Regions from separate parts of the Mus musculus genome. Here region 1 is linked to region 2. A link is a contact called in public HiChIP or PLAC-seq data. All regions are on one chromosome and are shown on one strand. Each heading gives the region's core, a stretch centred on a gene start, on an enhancer-like site or on the middle of the called end of the contact. The rest is flanking DNA. Distances are from core to core; before and after follow the strand shown. Region 1 overlaps Plxna2 (plexin A2). Region 2 holds the start of Camk1g (calcium/calmodulin-dependent protein kinase I gamma).

What was found. HiChIP or PLAC-seq counts read pairs in DNA pulled down with a chosen protein or histone mark.
Region 1: an H3K4me3 HiChIP or PLAC-seq map of forebrain shows a contact between it and region 2, with 10 times the contacts expected there. The contact joins the enhancer-like site here to the promoter of Camk1g in region 2. A contact is called at or near these places in 7 of 39 promoter capture datasets (the 3T3-L1 cell line, 3T3-L1-derived adipocytes, cranial neural crest and 4 more), 1 of 15 datasets of contacts at CTCF or cohesin (the NIH/3T3 cell line), 10 of 484 Hi-C or Micro-C datasets (the HL-1 cell line, adipose-derived mesenchymal stem cells, cardiomyocytes and 6 more) and 1 of 115 datasets of contacts at active chromatin or transcription factors (forebrain).

What each region holds. Positions count from the first base shown.
Region 1 is chr1:194,737,457-194,743,773 of GRCm38.p6, forward strand. All of the region lies in intron 4 of Plxna2 (plexin A2), which reads left to right. Among named protein-coding and RNA genes, the nearest start is that of Gm46202, 21 kb to the left of the region's middle. Within about 2 kb of position 2,740, at least 29 of the 459 cell types and tissues checked have an H3K27ac peak or open chromatin away from gene starts, as enhancers often do. A contact at or near this core is called in forebrain, where this site is marked.
Region 2 is chr1:193,368,145-193,375,015 of GRCm38.p6, forward strand. It overlaps Camk1g (calcium/calmodulin-dependent protein kinase I gamma), which reads right to left and starts at 2,138. Exons shown (of 13, transcript NM_144817.2): 1 at 2,031-2,138.

The DNA.
Region 1 (6,317 bases), core at 1,490-3,989, 1.4 Mb after region 2:
CACATATTTCTCAAAGAAGAACTGATAGTATGGTTGCTTCCATTGTGTGGAAGGAAACAAAAGTTCAAAAAGGTCTAAGCTTACTGCACTATAGGTAACATGAGCAGGAACTGAACTTGAAATGAGGACTGTCTTCTAACCACTTCTTAACCAGCATATACAGTGTCTGTTGCTCTAGAGAGAGTTCCTAAAGAGTCCAAGGCCTACCTGACTGCAATACCAGAGCAGGGCTCAGGGGGCCTTTGCTCACTAGAAGGTTGAATCACACTGTTTGTGGCTAGAGGCCTAGTTCCTATTCTTTCCATCTTGACTTCTGTAGGACCTCTGCAGAAACATAGGAAAGAGAGGAAATGTGTCTGAAAATCTCAACCAACTTTGTACTTCTCTCAGAGTGATAAATAGCTTTAATTACTCTGAATTACTCAGCCACTACCCTCTCACCCAAGTCATTAAAAATAGATTTTCTCTTTGAACTTGCTCTACCCTCAGATCTACAGATAGTCAGGAGTCTTAGGACATGACCTCAGATCAGCTCAGGGTCAGGAAGCTGTGTATTTCTGAAGCTGTAGCCACAGGCTTAAGAAGTACTTCTGGGTTTCTGGAGTTTGTACCTCATTTTTCTTAGTGGCAATGCTCATAGACTTTCATAACTTAGAGGACAGGCAGGTCCTTGATGGCATTTGATTTATTAAGTTTTAAGGATATCTGGATGTGATTATTGTTTTGTAGAGGTAGAGATCTAGTCATGAAGATAAATAATAATGACTACATTACTGGGTGTTGATTGGTAGAAAAGATGGCTGCTGAAAGTATGGACTCAGAGGAGTGCTGCCTGCCGGGTAATTCCCAAGATCATCTGGTCTGGTAGTATTACCCCACTTTGATATGGTCATCACAAAAAAGCCTAGAGCCACACTGGGAACCACAGGCCAGACAGGAATAAAATCATTCCTCTTCTTCAGGAGACTCACATGGCTGGGATCTGCTCATGGCTCTTCCATTATGGTCATCATCAGCTTATAAAACACCTCAGCAGCCAACTGTCTCTCTCTGTGATTTGTCTCTCTCTCTTTACTTTATTATCTCATTTTGTGCTCTCTGGCTTCTGATTCACCAATTAAAACACTGTTGAGATGCAGCAAAGTAGCAGAGAGGTATGTGGGAAGGATGTGCTGGCTGTCAGACCTGGAACAGTCTGGAAGGAGAAGCTTTCCTTTAATTCTTGCTCTTGCCCACTGCCTTTATGTGGGAAACAGACAGACCTGGACTCTGTTTCTTCCACTGACAAATCATGTGACCCTGACAGTTTACTTTATCTGAGACTCTGTGTTCTAATGGGAAAACAAGACTACAAGCATGTCTATATAAGGTTAAGCATAGGGAATAAATAAGATTGTACATGTCAAGTGTCTGGTATGTAGGAGCTACTAGGTCAGTGGCAGCTATTAGAAAATTGTTCTTGCTGCTTTATTTTATTCCATATCCTGTGTTGACTCCTAAGCTCAGAGCAAGGTGATGCCATCCAGCACTCTGTCAGCCACCTGATCTTACTGGAGCCTCCACACCTTTACACTGTCCCTGGGTGGCTTTGGATACCCAGTACTCAATCAGCTTTGTCCCTGTGCAGAAAAAAAGATACATGTATGTAATTTTGGATAGAGACATGACAGGCCAAGGGGGCTATAGTACAAGATAGGTCTAGAGGTGTGACTTAGAGTGGCTATCTCAAGCATACATGAGAGAATCAGAGCTATAGGTGGGCTTTCCTAGCCACTAGCAGCCTTTTACTCTCTGTGAGGACCTTGACTACCATTGGTGTAGAAACAGGATAGACCCTTTGTTGCTAGGCAGAATCCTCACTGGGCTCTCCACAGTGTTTGCAACAAGTTATAACAGTGACATGACTTGGTGGAGGCCTTCCCACCAAGACAACAAGACCCATCCCATATCCCATCAGCTAGCACCATTAGGTGCTTTCTGCTGCAGGTACAGGAGGCCTCCAACCTCCTAGACCTACTCTGCTTCAGATCTGGCCCATTGCCTCTCTCCTGAAATTTATCTTTCCTATCCCACAGCAGGAGCCTTTACAGCTTGTCTCAGGGATAAAGCCACTCCCACTCAGTGTAACAGACAGTGAAGACAACTCTTTGGTGCCTTAATTTTCTGTTGGATCCAGCCTGGATCATAGCATATAATAAAATGCAATGATCTGCTCTCTTGGAGTTGGGCAGATCAAACTGAGATCATTCTATGAATTTAACCCCCTTTGCAGTAGGCCTTTGTCTATACAGGACTCAGGGAATGATTCTCTAGTGCTGGCAGAGAAGAAAATGGGCTCAGCTGAAATCCTACAAACTTGGGTCAAAAACAATCTGTAGGGAAGGACTGCTACAAAAGGCACAAAGGGAGGAAAGAGGCCAGGGAGTCATTTCCATCAGTTTCAGCTGCTGTGTGCTTTGCCCCTGGCCCTGGGGATCAGACTGTTGTTGACTAGGGCAACTGCATGCTCCAGCCAGGCTGTCTATGACACCTCCCACCCTGTCACCTGGCTCTCAGCCATGGAGAAAGCCTGTGTTCCTTTCTTTGTGTCAGGAGCAGGGCACACATGTAGGGACAGGTGTCCCATCTGGCAGGGGGCAAGCAAATTCCAGAGAAGCAGAGGATTAGATGTTCAGTGTCTGGGGAACAGCTTTCCCTTATCCTTTCCCTCCTACTCTGTCTCTCATTTACATGGTCCCAAAGGAATCCTGTGAGACTCTGAATACTGTACTCCAGCTGCTACCCCTGCAGCAAGTGGTTAGCTACTGCCCTGGCCTCTGAGCCACTACTATACCTTGATTTTACCTCCATTATAGCTTTTACTCCACTGGAATGAGTCTTGATTCCCACTGAACTATGGGTTCTAACAGGGTAAAGAATGCACCCCTTTGTCTCACAAATTAGATGACCAAAAGGTTCATTGAACACCTGGGACTCAGGCATGATCTATATCACAGAAGTCTTCTACTTTCAAGTCAGGTGTTCATCTGGAAGGTACAGGTATCAAAACCACTTTTCTCCTTCCAGGTTTTCATACAGGGTAGCAGATGAACACTAGTGTTCTGTCCTTTTGGACAGTCAGCTTTGAGGTCTTGCTCTATTACTTCTGGGAATTCTTGCATCTAGAAATTTATGCATTTCTCTGTAGACAGAAACTGTGCAAGGCATCTGCCCAGTGTGAGTATGGAAGTTTTATCAGGGTCCCAGAATCATCCTGTCTCAGGAATGGTCTTCAAGAACTTCAGGAACAAGGAAGATTCAAGTAGCTTCCCCCAGAGACTTATCCCCACAGCCAATCATAATCCTAGGATATCCCTAATGAGCCCAGTGTACTGAGTGGAGAGAGTTGGGGGAAGAGACCCCACATGTATACCCCACTGAGCCCTACTAATTAAGGTTCCAGAAGGCACCAACAATGCAGGGCCCCCTGGGCCACAGGAGCTAAGAACATAGCATGAGTCATCTTTAATTAGGACTATTTCTTAAGTAAATGACTTAATAGGACAGTTATATTCATTAGAAGTGTAATTATAAGACATAAGCTCAAACAGGAAAGAATGTGGAGTGTGAGGGTGGAACCCAGTCAGAGGTAGTAGCTCATGGGTGCCAGGGAGGCAGCAGGCATGCAGGGGCAGGAGATGATGCCCTTCTGTCCGAGTCTTCCCATATAATTCATCTCAGAACTCCTAAGCCAATCCAGGAATCTGAGATCCCAGTACTCACTGGAGGAGCTTTAGCCTAGTTAAGATGAAGTAATAAGCAAACACTGACTAAAGAATCAAGGAGTGCTCCATTAAACTCTGAATTGGCCCTGGAAAAGCCCTGCTCACAATATATCATACCCACTTTAGGAAAAAAAACAAAAAAAACAAAAACGCCCATTCTCCTGAGGCCTGAGGCCTGGCTCTATCTGGTTCTAGCAAGTGCAAGACTACCTCCTGGGCTCCACACAGGTCTGCCCCAAACTTCTCAGGTCTGAACTTGGATACTTGAAGATTCCAAGGACTAAGACTTAAAAGGACCTAATTTCTCAAGCAAGGTATGGTAGCACACAAAGGCAGGAGGAAGGAGATTTCCTGCCTAAGCTACCTAGAAAGACCTTGTCTCCAAAACTAAACTAAAATAAAGCTAAACATCTGATGGAGGAAGCTCGTTTCTCCTTGGGTTTGAAGAAGTCCCCAGAATTCTTTTGTTTGCATCCAGGCTCTTAAAACATTACTTCTTCCCATAGCCTAAGGGCAGTCTGGTTCTTATTTATCCTGACCCCAAGACCTGCCATTTAAAAATGTCCTAAAGAAGCTTAAGTCAGCTGTGCCAGAGGCTTCTAAATGTCAGCACACCTACAAACCAACTGGAAAGATGGAGGTCTGACTGAGCAGGCCTGGACTTTGTTGTCTAACCTTATGGTGCTAAAAGTGGTTGTAATTCAAGGACTGTGCATTGAGAGCACAGCTCCTTGGTAGACCCTATTATAAAAGATATTCTTTTGACCTGTGAAAAACAGACTAAGGAGTTCAGAGACTTTCTGCAGTCTAGCTCCTTTGGTCTACCATAGCCTTACCAAGGAAACTCAAGCCCACATTTCTAATTCATACCTTGCCACCTTGTCCTCATACTGGCTCCTAAGAAACTCTGCTTTTCTGGGATGCAGGTCTATCCTCCTGAAATATATTAAAGATATTCATCCTGAAGGACCCAGGCCATGCCAAGACTTACACAAAATCCCCCTGGTGGCACAGGCAGACAGACCAAATGTTGGTCACAGACAGAAACTTCAGGCTTGGTTGCCACTTTCCTAGTAGCTACATTTCAAACAGTAAAAGATCTCATTTAACCTAATATATGCAAAACATTAACTTTTGGAGATGTCAATATCAAATTCCTAGTGTGATGTTTGCTTTTTTTCTTTACCAAATCTTCAGGATCAGTATACATTAGATATTCATAGCACACCTCAGTTTGGACTAGCGCTCTCAAATATTCAAAAGGCACACAGGGTTAGTGATGGTCATATTAGATAATGAAGACACCAGTGTCTTTCTTATCCCAGAATTCCCTCTGTCTTTTTTCATGTTACCCCTAGAATATAGCACTTTGGTCTTGTGATAGCTCATGGATTGTTTGAAGTAATAGCTTTGTTTTAATGCTGGTTGTTTGTTTGCTTGTTTGTTTGTTTGTTTGTTTGTTTTTATTCTCCTGAAGTGTGTACTACTAGCCCATATGGAGAACCAGACCAAAAGCACTAGCTGATGGGTGAAATTAAAGTTATGTGACAGTATACACAGGGCAGGTCCATGGGAGCTTCCTACTGTAAGGATCTCCTCCCAGTCTCTCTGGCAGCTGTCGCTCTGATTTGTGCCTAGCTTGTAGATCATAAAGAATAATGCAAGTTCTCAAGCCCTCCCTCCTTCTAAGTTTCCTGTTTCACTCTACTCTGCCTTAAAAAAAAAAAAAGTCACACCAGGAGGGCCCAGGAAACAGGAAAAATAGTTGTGCTGTTGGTTTCATGTTTGGAGAAGAACAGGGTTTCACTATCTCCATGGCACTTGGCATGAAAGTGGGCTTTGTTGCCAGAGACACTGCTTTCATTCAAGGCCCCCGTTCCCAGCTGCTGAGAGCTGGGCTGTGTTTTGACAGACGGGCTGAATGTAATGCAGACAGTTGTTTTAATTTCCAGCCAGATGCAGACATCACTCACAAGGAGCCCAAAACCCAAAAAAGGGAATGGGCACTGGACTGATGCTCTTAGGCCTTGCAGAGTAGACCAGAGCAGGCCAACAGAAACCTATTGAGCACTGGATTCCCAGATATCCTGAGAGATTTAGAATCATGAGGCCTGCCTGGGCTTGGCACCCACTTCTCCAGGAGACATCTGTCAGAAAGGTGCTTCTTGTAGGTGTTGCCAACTGTGAGGAGGTTTCAAGGGTTTTTCTTTGGTAGTGATAACTGGATGTTTTCTTTCAGTTGTCAGATGTGGAAGTCTTGAGCTGGAAAGCTCCATAGGAAAAGCATTTACTGCACAAGCTCAGATCCCTAGAATTCACATAAAGCTGGGCTTGGTAACATGGTTTAGAATCCCAGTGCTACTTCAGCAGGATTCTAGGGGAAGGGAGGGAGTTCTAGGAGAAACCCTGGAAACCCACAGGCCAGCTACCTTGTTGTATATCTTAGTGAACAACATGAGCAGTTGCAAACAAAGTAGGAAGCAAAAACTTGCTCCTGAAATTGTCTTCTGACCACATGTTCACTATGGCAAATACATGCCTGCATTTACAGAC
Region 2 (6,871 bases), core at 888-3,387:
CCCCATTGCTATTTTCTGGCTGGCAGCTGCTTTGCCCCAGCCCCCCTTGCTGCCTGCGGACCATGGCATGGCGGCGTGCCTGCAGTTGTAGCAGCAGCCACAGCCTTTCCTCAGACTCCATTGCTCCTCCTCTCATTCATGCCTCAGCTCATTCACTCCCTGGCGCTGGCAGGCTGCTGCGGCTGGGCGCCGTCACTCGCACGCACTCCGTGTGGCAGTTTATTTCTGGCTGGGTGTGCATGTGTATGGGGGAGAGGGAACAGAGAAGAGCCCTCCTTTTGGAGAAGAAGGCTTTTTGTTCCCTTCAACCAGAATTGCTCCCAGGCCTTGGGGACTATTTAGGCAAGGACTGAGCCCCTGGGCAGGGTGGTACTAGGCACTTTGCAGGCATGATCCCTGCTGTGGATCCACCTCACACCATTTTATAGCTGAGATACTGATGGATAACAATGTTCAGGGGGAGATGCCCTGAGTCAAACAGATAGTACGTGGCCGTTCTAAGGCTTCCAGTGTCCTTGTCACTGTACCACAGGACCTGTTGCCTCTTCTGGAGGTGGCCCATGGCATGGTGCTCATCTTATCCTTCCTCTTTCTGACACTGTCATGCTGCATAGCACCTGACTTATTCCTGGGAGACACATGGCTTCAATGATCTGACAAAGGCTGAGTCTCCTGCAGTGTTCAAATCCTCGTTGTTGAAGCTGGGGAGCAGTGTCTCTTACCTGAGCTGCTCCTGGATCCATCTTAAACCTTTGCCTCCTCAGCCTTCAGGTTTTTCCCAAAGTTTCCGTCATCTTTAAACAGGGCTCTTTTACACACACACACACACACACACACACACACACACATCACAGCAACATGGAAAAGACTGGTGTTCAAATGCTGCCAGGACACAAGGGATGCTGGCTTTATAGCTATATCAGTCACCTTACTTCTCTGAGCTATATACTAAATGGGTTGCAGGGGACCATCTAGCACATCACTGGATGGATTAAAAGCCCATTGCCAGCTGCAAAGCGTGGCAGTATCAGCTATTACTAAGCACTTTGTACTCTGGTTCTCATCCTTGGCACTGGCTTAGCTCAGGTCCACAGGAATGATGGTCCCAGCCCAACCGTGCTCTGTGACCTGGAAAGATTCCTTAACCGAGACAGAACCCGCTTGACCCTCTTGACCCAGCTCAGAGATTTTTCCTCTTGATCAATTTTCTGTTTCCAGAGCAGGAGGCTGGCCAGGCTCACACTGCAGCTGGCCCTGCAACCACCTCCTCTAGTCTCAGGGTTAAAGCTGTGCGTCAAACTTACGTGGAGAGAGGGGCTAGCGTGGGTGGTGAATCCGAACCTACTCTGAATACCCCACAGAGCAACACTGGGCAAGTTTAGACTCCAGGAACAGATGAGCCCCTGGGGAAGGTGAAGGGACCAGCTATGACTGAAAGCTTTAGCTTATGTCTGTGTCCTGCATCTTTATGCAGCAGCCTTGGACCTGGGGTGGGAAGCTGAACCCTGTCTCCGAGACCCTGCTGCAAGGCCTGAGGCCATCTGCCCCCCCAAAAGAGCAGCCACAGGCTATTTACCATGGCCTTTGTATCCACAAGCTATCCATCCCCACCAAAGATGCTAGTGTGGGTGGGGTAAGCCATCTCCTTTGATAGACGAGTTAGGTCCCAGAGGTAAAGGAATGAAGGGTGAGCTAGAAGAGGGGTGCTAAGGAGCTATAGGTCCTGTTACCCCCTCCCATCCCCAGCCATACCCGAGCTCACTGGGCACAATGCTCTCCTATTTCTGTCTCTGCCCGTAAGTACAGAAGGTTCTCCTGGTCCAGCCCAGGAGGAATGATCAGATATCCCCCCCAGGAAGCACCTACTAGGGCCTCATACAGCTTCTCTTTCCATTACAACTTACCCTTGAGACTACAAGAGCCAGGAGAGACTGACAGGGGCTGAAAGGAAGTGAGTCTTCAAACCCTCTCCCTCTCCGTGCCAACAAGATAACCTCCCCAGAGACCAGAGAAGAAACAGGCTGTCTTACCCAGGGGCTCACAAGAAAGGTGCTCCAGTCTGTGATCTTGGCCAGCAAGCCTGCTCCTACAGGTCTGTGAGGATTAGCTGCCCCAGTGCTTTAACAATAAACCCAATTAAAGGGGAGGAATACAGGGGTTTTCTTTCCCAGGACTGTAACCAGGCAGCCTTAAAGGGGAGTAAAAGTAGCTAGAGTGGTTTGTATCTCTCCTTGCTTTTCTGGGCTCTGCTCTTCCTCCCTCCCTCCTAGGGAATTAAAAAAAAAAAAAAAAGCCAAGCTCAGAAAGAACCCTTTAATGCCCGAGTAGCTGTTTACACACTGTGTGTTTGAGGGCACAGCTGTGTTAAATGTTGTCTGCATTGATGTGTGAATAACAGAAAACAACGTGAGATTAAGTTGTGGATTTCCCCCTGAAGTGTAAACAGAAAAAAAGCAGAGAAGCTGTCTGGGACTGCCTGACTCAGTTTCCACTTTACACAGCAGTTGCTGGGTTAGGTGGTCTAAAAGCCCCTTCCCCCAGCCCTGGAACGGATCTGTATCTGCTGAGAAGTGGTCATCCTCGCTGAGCAGTGAGCCTATTATTTTGTCTCCGAAGGAGGAGGGAGAGAAGCCCCTGGTTTGGCAGGTTCTAGCCTAATCTCTGATGCCTCTCCTCTCCTCTCCTCTGGGCCCCCAACCCCATTCTGTCCCCAGTCATAACTCGGGAGACTGCAGGAGACCACTAGACCTCTAGAAATGCCCTGTTCCCTCTGGAACTTCATCTTCATCTCTCTGCCTTGCCCCTTGGCTAGTCTTCTTTTCCCTCTTCAGGTTCCTCGGGCCTCTGACTTCTGGATCTTGTTTTCTCCTTCTCTAGTCTCTCAGTGCTGCCCACCCACGCTCCCATAACCACCTTCATGAGGAACGCTCACCTGAATGTGGCCATATTCTAGCTACCTCCAACCTCACTTTTCTCCTGGAATTTTCCTCCTGAAGGTCAGTATCTATCAACTTCCCAGGAACTCTTCTTGTTTGTGCTGTCCCCAGATCCTGTTAGCCCTTAGACACGTTCGTATGTTCTTCCTAGTTAGCCTTCTATTTTGTGTCACCCCGAAGTGTTGGAAAAATAGCATTTTCATGGCTCCATGACAGGAGCTGTATTAAAAAGCATTATCCCTCTACCCTTGAGCCTGGCCTTGCTGTCTAGGGGTGATCACTTTTGTTACTTCTTACGCATGCCTCTGGCAAACTCATGGATGCCAACAAATAGAATATGTATGCATCTCCTTGTTATGCCTTCTGAAGTCTCTTGTTCTAGTCTACTTCCTGTCTCTGTGATAGACACCTTGACTAAAAGCATCATGGGACAGGAAGGGCTTATTTGAATTACACAGTTCTGATTACAGTCCATCACTGAGGAAAGTAAAGGCAGAACTTCAAGAGGAGCTGAAGTGAGACCTGGAGGGGTGCTGCTTACTGGCTTGCTCCCCTTGGCTTGCTCAGCTTGCCTTCTTATACATCCCAGGACCACTTGGCTGTCAACCCAGAGGTGGCTCCACCTTCAATGGGCTGGACTTGCCCAGTGCCTATCATCAATCAGACAATGTCCTCCAGACACGCCCAAAGGGCAATCTGATGGAGGCAGCTCCTCACCTGAGATTCTTTCTTCCCAAGCAACTCCAGTTTGTGTCAAGTTGATGAAATCTAACTAGCATAAGATTTACTTCTGCGACATTATTCCAGACTGTCCTGGTCTGTGAGATACAGACAGGACAGGCCCTCCCAAGGTGCTGGCTGAGAAGTTTCAGGAGGCAGGAGAAAAAGCCTGACTTCCTAAGTCTTCCATGGACTGGATGTGTGGCCTTAGTCAAGTGAATCTTGACTTACTTTTCCTATCTGTCCTGTGGGACAGTTACTGGCCTTGCCTCCTGCAATGATGGGTGAAGGGAAACAGAAGCTACTGACCAGTACCTGGTCATCTCTTAGCAATGACAGCTGGGATCAGTCTCTGGACTCCAGTCTGAACACTTAGGCCCCTCTCCAAGTTCCTGTGTTGACCTACTCCTCACTGTGACTGTGTTCAGGGCCTTTGTTGTGATTAGGTCATGAGGATGGAGAATTCATAACCCTGTGAATGGATTAGTGCCTCTCTCAAGGCAGTTCAGAGAGCTTCCCTGCTACTTCCACATGTGAGGACCTTTCTAGGAATCAAAAGAGATTTCCACTAGGTGCTGAGTATTCTTGTGTTTCCCCAGCCTCCAGGACTGAGAAATACAGTCCTATTGTTTATAAGCCGCCCTGTTTATAATATTTTGTTATGGTAGCTTTAACAAACTAAGCCACTTTCCCAATCCAGCTTCCATTCATTTTAGAATTCTCTCAATAAAAGACCCTGCTTTTACCTCAGAATTTGCTTACAGAATAGAATCTGGGCACCTTAGCCAGTGCTGGAGGCCTTCTGAGATCCAGCATGAACCACCTCTTATGAAATGTTCTCCTCACCCATCTAATGCTCCAGCCACAGTACAAATATTGGCTTCTGGCACCACTTATTGCATACCCTCAGGCTTTTCTTTCTTGGTTTATTCACATGGAAAATACTCTGCCCTGCCACCTGTGGAGATGTTACATATTAAAAGACCCACCTTACTTTTCCTGATAAAATACCCAGGAAAAGCAATTTGAGAGAGAACGTTTCTTTGGCTCACAGTTTGAGAGCAAGAAGCATCAGGGCAGGAAAGTCACCACCAGCAGAAATTTGATGCAACTGGTCCTACCCAGCTACAGTTCAGGGAGACAAGGATGAATGTGTGTGATTAGCCCACTTTCTCCCATTTATACAGGATCTTAGACTAGGGAATGGTACCACCCACAGTGGGCAGGTCTTCCCACCCCACAGGCATGCACAGAGGCCTAGACTTCATCAAGTTGACATTAGAGACTAGCCATCACATACATGAAATACTACCTCATCTAAAAGCCACAGTCTCCTTCCTTAATGCATTTCTTCCAGCTATAAGCCATTTCACAAACTCTTTGTCTCCCCCTCTTTCTCCTGCCTATAAATGTCCATTCCCATTCTGTTCCCCACTTTGAACTGAGTGCTTGAAGAGATGAGACACTAGGCCTGGATTTTCTGTCCTCTTCTCAGACATCTCACCGTACCTGGCTCTGGGAATGTTTCTGGGACCCATAGAAAGACTTTGGTTGTCTGTTACTTTTACTTTTCTATCGCTGTGATAAAACATCACAGCTAACAGTAACGTATAGAAAAAGGAGCATGTCTTAGGGCTTTATAGCTGTGAATAGATACCATGAACAAAGCAACTCCTAAAAAGGACAACATTTAATTGGGGCTGGCTTATAGGTTCTTTCAGTCCATTATCAGGAGGGAGAATGGCAGCACCCAGGCAGGCATGGTGCAAGAGGAGTTGAGAGTTCAACATCTTATTCTGAAGGCAAATAGGAGAAGACTGGCTTCCAGGAAGCTAGAATGAGGGTCTTAAAGTACACAATGACATACCTATTCCAACAAGGCCACACCCACTCCAGCAAGGCCACACCTACTTCAACAAGGCCACACCCACCCCAATAAGGCCACACCCACTCCATCAAGGCCACACCTTTCCTAACAAGGCCACACTTCCAAATAGTACTACTCCCTGGGCCAAGCATATTCAAACCACCACAGAGTGTAGTTTGGTTTACCATCCCAGAGGAATGAGTCTATTTTGGCAGGAAAGCATGATAGCAAATCACAGGCATGGCAGCTGGAACAGGAATTCAGTCACAAGTGCAAAGCAGAGAGAATTAACCAGAGTAAGCTCTCAAAATCCAGCTCCCCGTGTCGTATTTCCTCCATAAAGCTGACACCTCCTTACTGCCCCCAGAACAGAGTCACAAGCTGGGAACCAAGTGTTCTAATATCTGAGCCTATGGGGTGCATTCTTATTCAAATCACTACAACCTCTGAGTGTTTTACAAGTAAATAAGATATTCACAGGTGAAAGAGTGTGCATAAGCTCCTGTTGCCAAGGACAATAGCTTATCAATGTTGGTAGCTTGATGGCACACTCAGCAGCTAATTCTCTACATGGGGCACCGATCAAACCTATTGGTGCCTTTGAAGCTGGGGAGAACTGTACAGTACCTGTGGACATGATAGTTTGGCGTGGGTCACAAAGTTTGTCTCCACGGGAGCTAAAGTGGCCTCTCCAAAGTCTTCCCCAGGACATAAAAATAAATACATCCCGTAAAATATTTATTACATGCTGTGAGCTGATGCTAGGGATGTGAAACTACACTTGGTCCCTATACTCACAGGATTTCTACTGCCCTAGGATGTGGATCAGTCAAGTTGTTAGAGCCTGGACTAAGCAGGCAGCAGGGGAAAGAGGAAGAGGCATGACCCAAAGGAAGGACCGCACACATCGAGGAACACCCTTCATCCAGAGCAAGGGCGGGTCTGAGCTGTTTGACTCTCAGGTGACTGGCAGGGCTAGAAGCTGCCCTACGGACCCGGCTTCTCCCTCCACAGCTGCATCTCCCTGAGCTTGTTTTCCTCTCATGTGTGTGATGAGGATGGGAGAGGAAGGCAGGCAGATCAGTGATCATTGACCTGCCAAGGACGACAGGGGAAATGATAGTGAGCCGAAGAATCTGATGCATGAGAAGTCAGACTGAGACAAACAAAAGCAGCACAGGCAAAGGTCCTGGGGCAGGAAGGAGCCATGTTACTGCAGGGTCAGAGTGCAGGAAGGGAGCACAGACAAAGGTCCTGGGGCAGGAAGGAGCCATGCTACTGCAGGGTCAGAGTGCAGGAAGGGAGCACAGACAAAGGTCCTGGGGCAGGAAGGAGCCATGCTACTGCA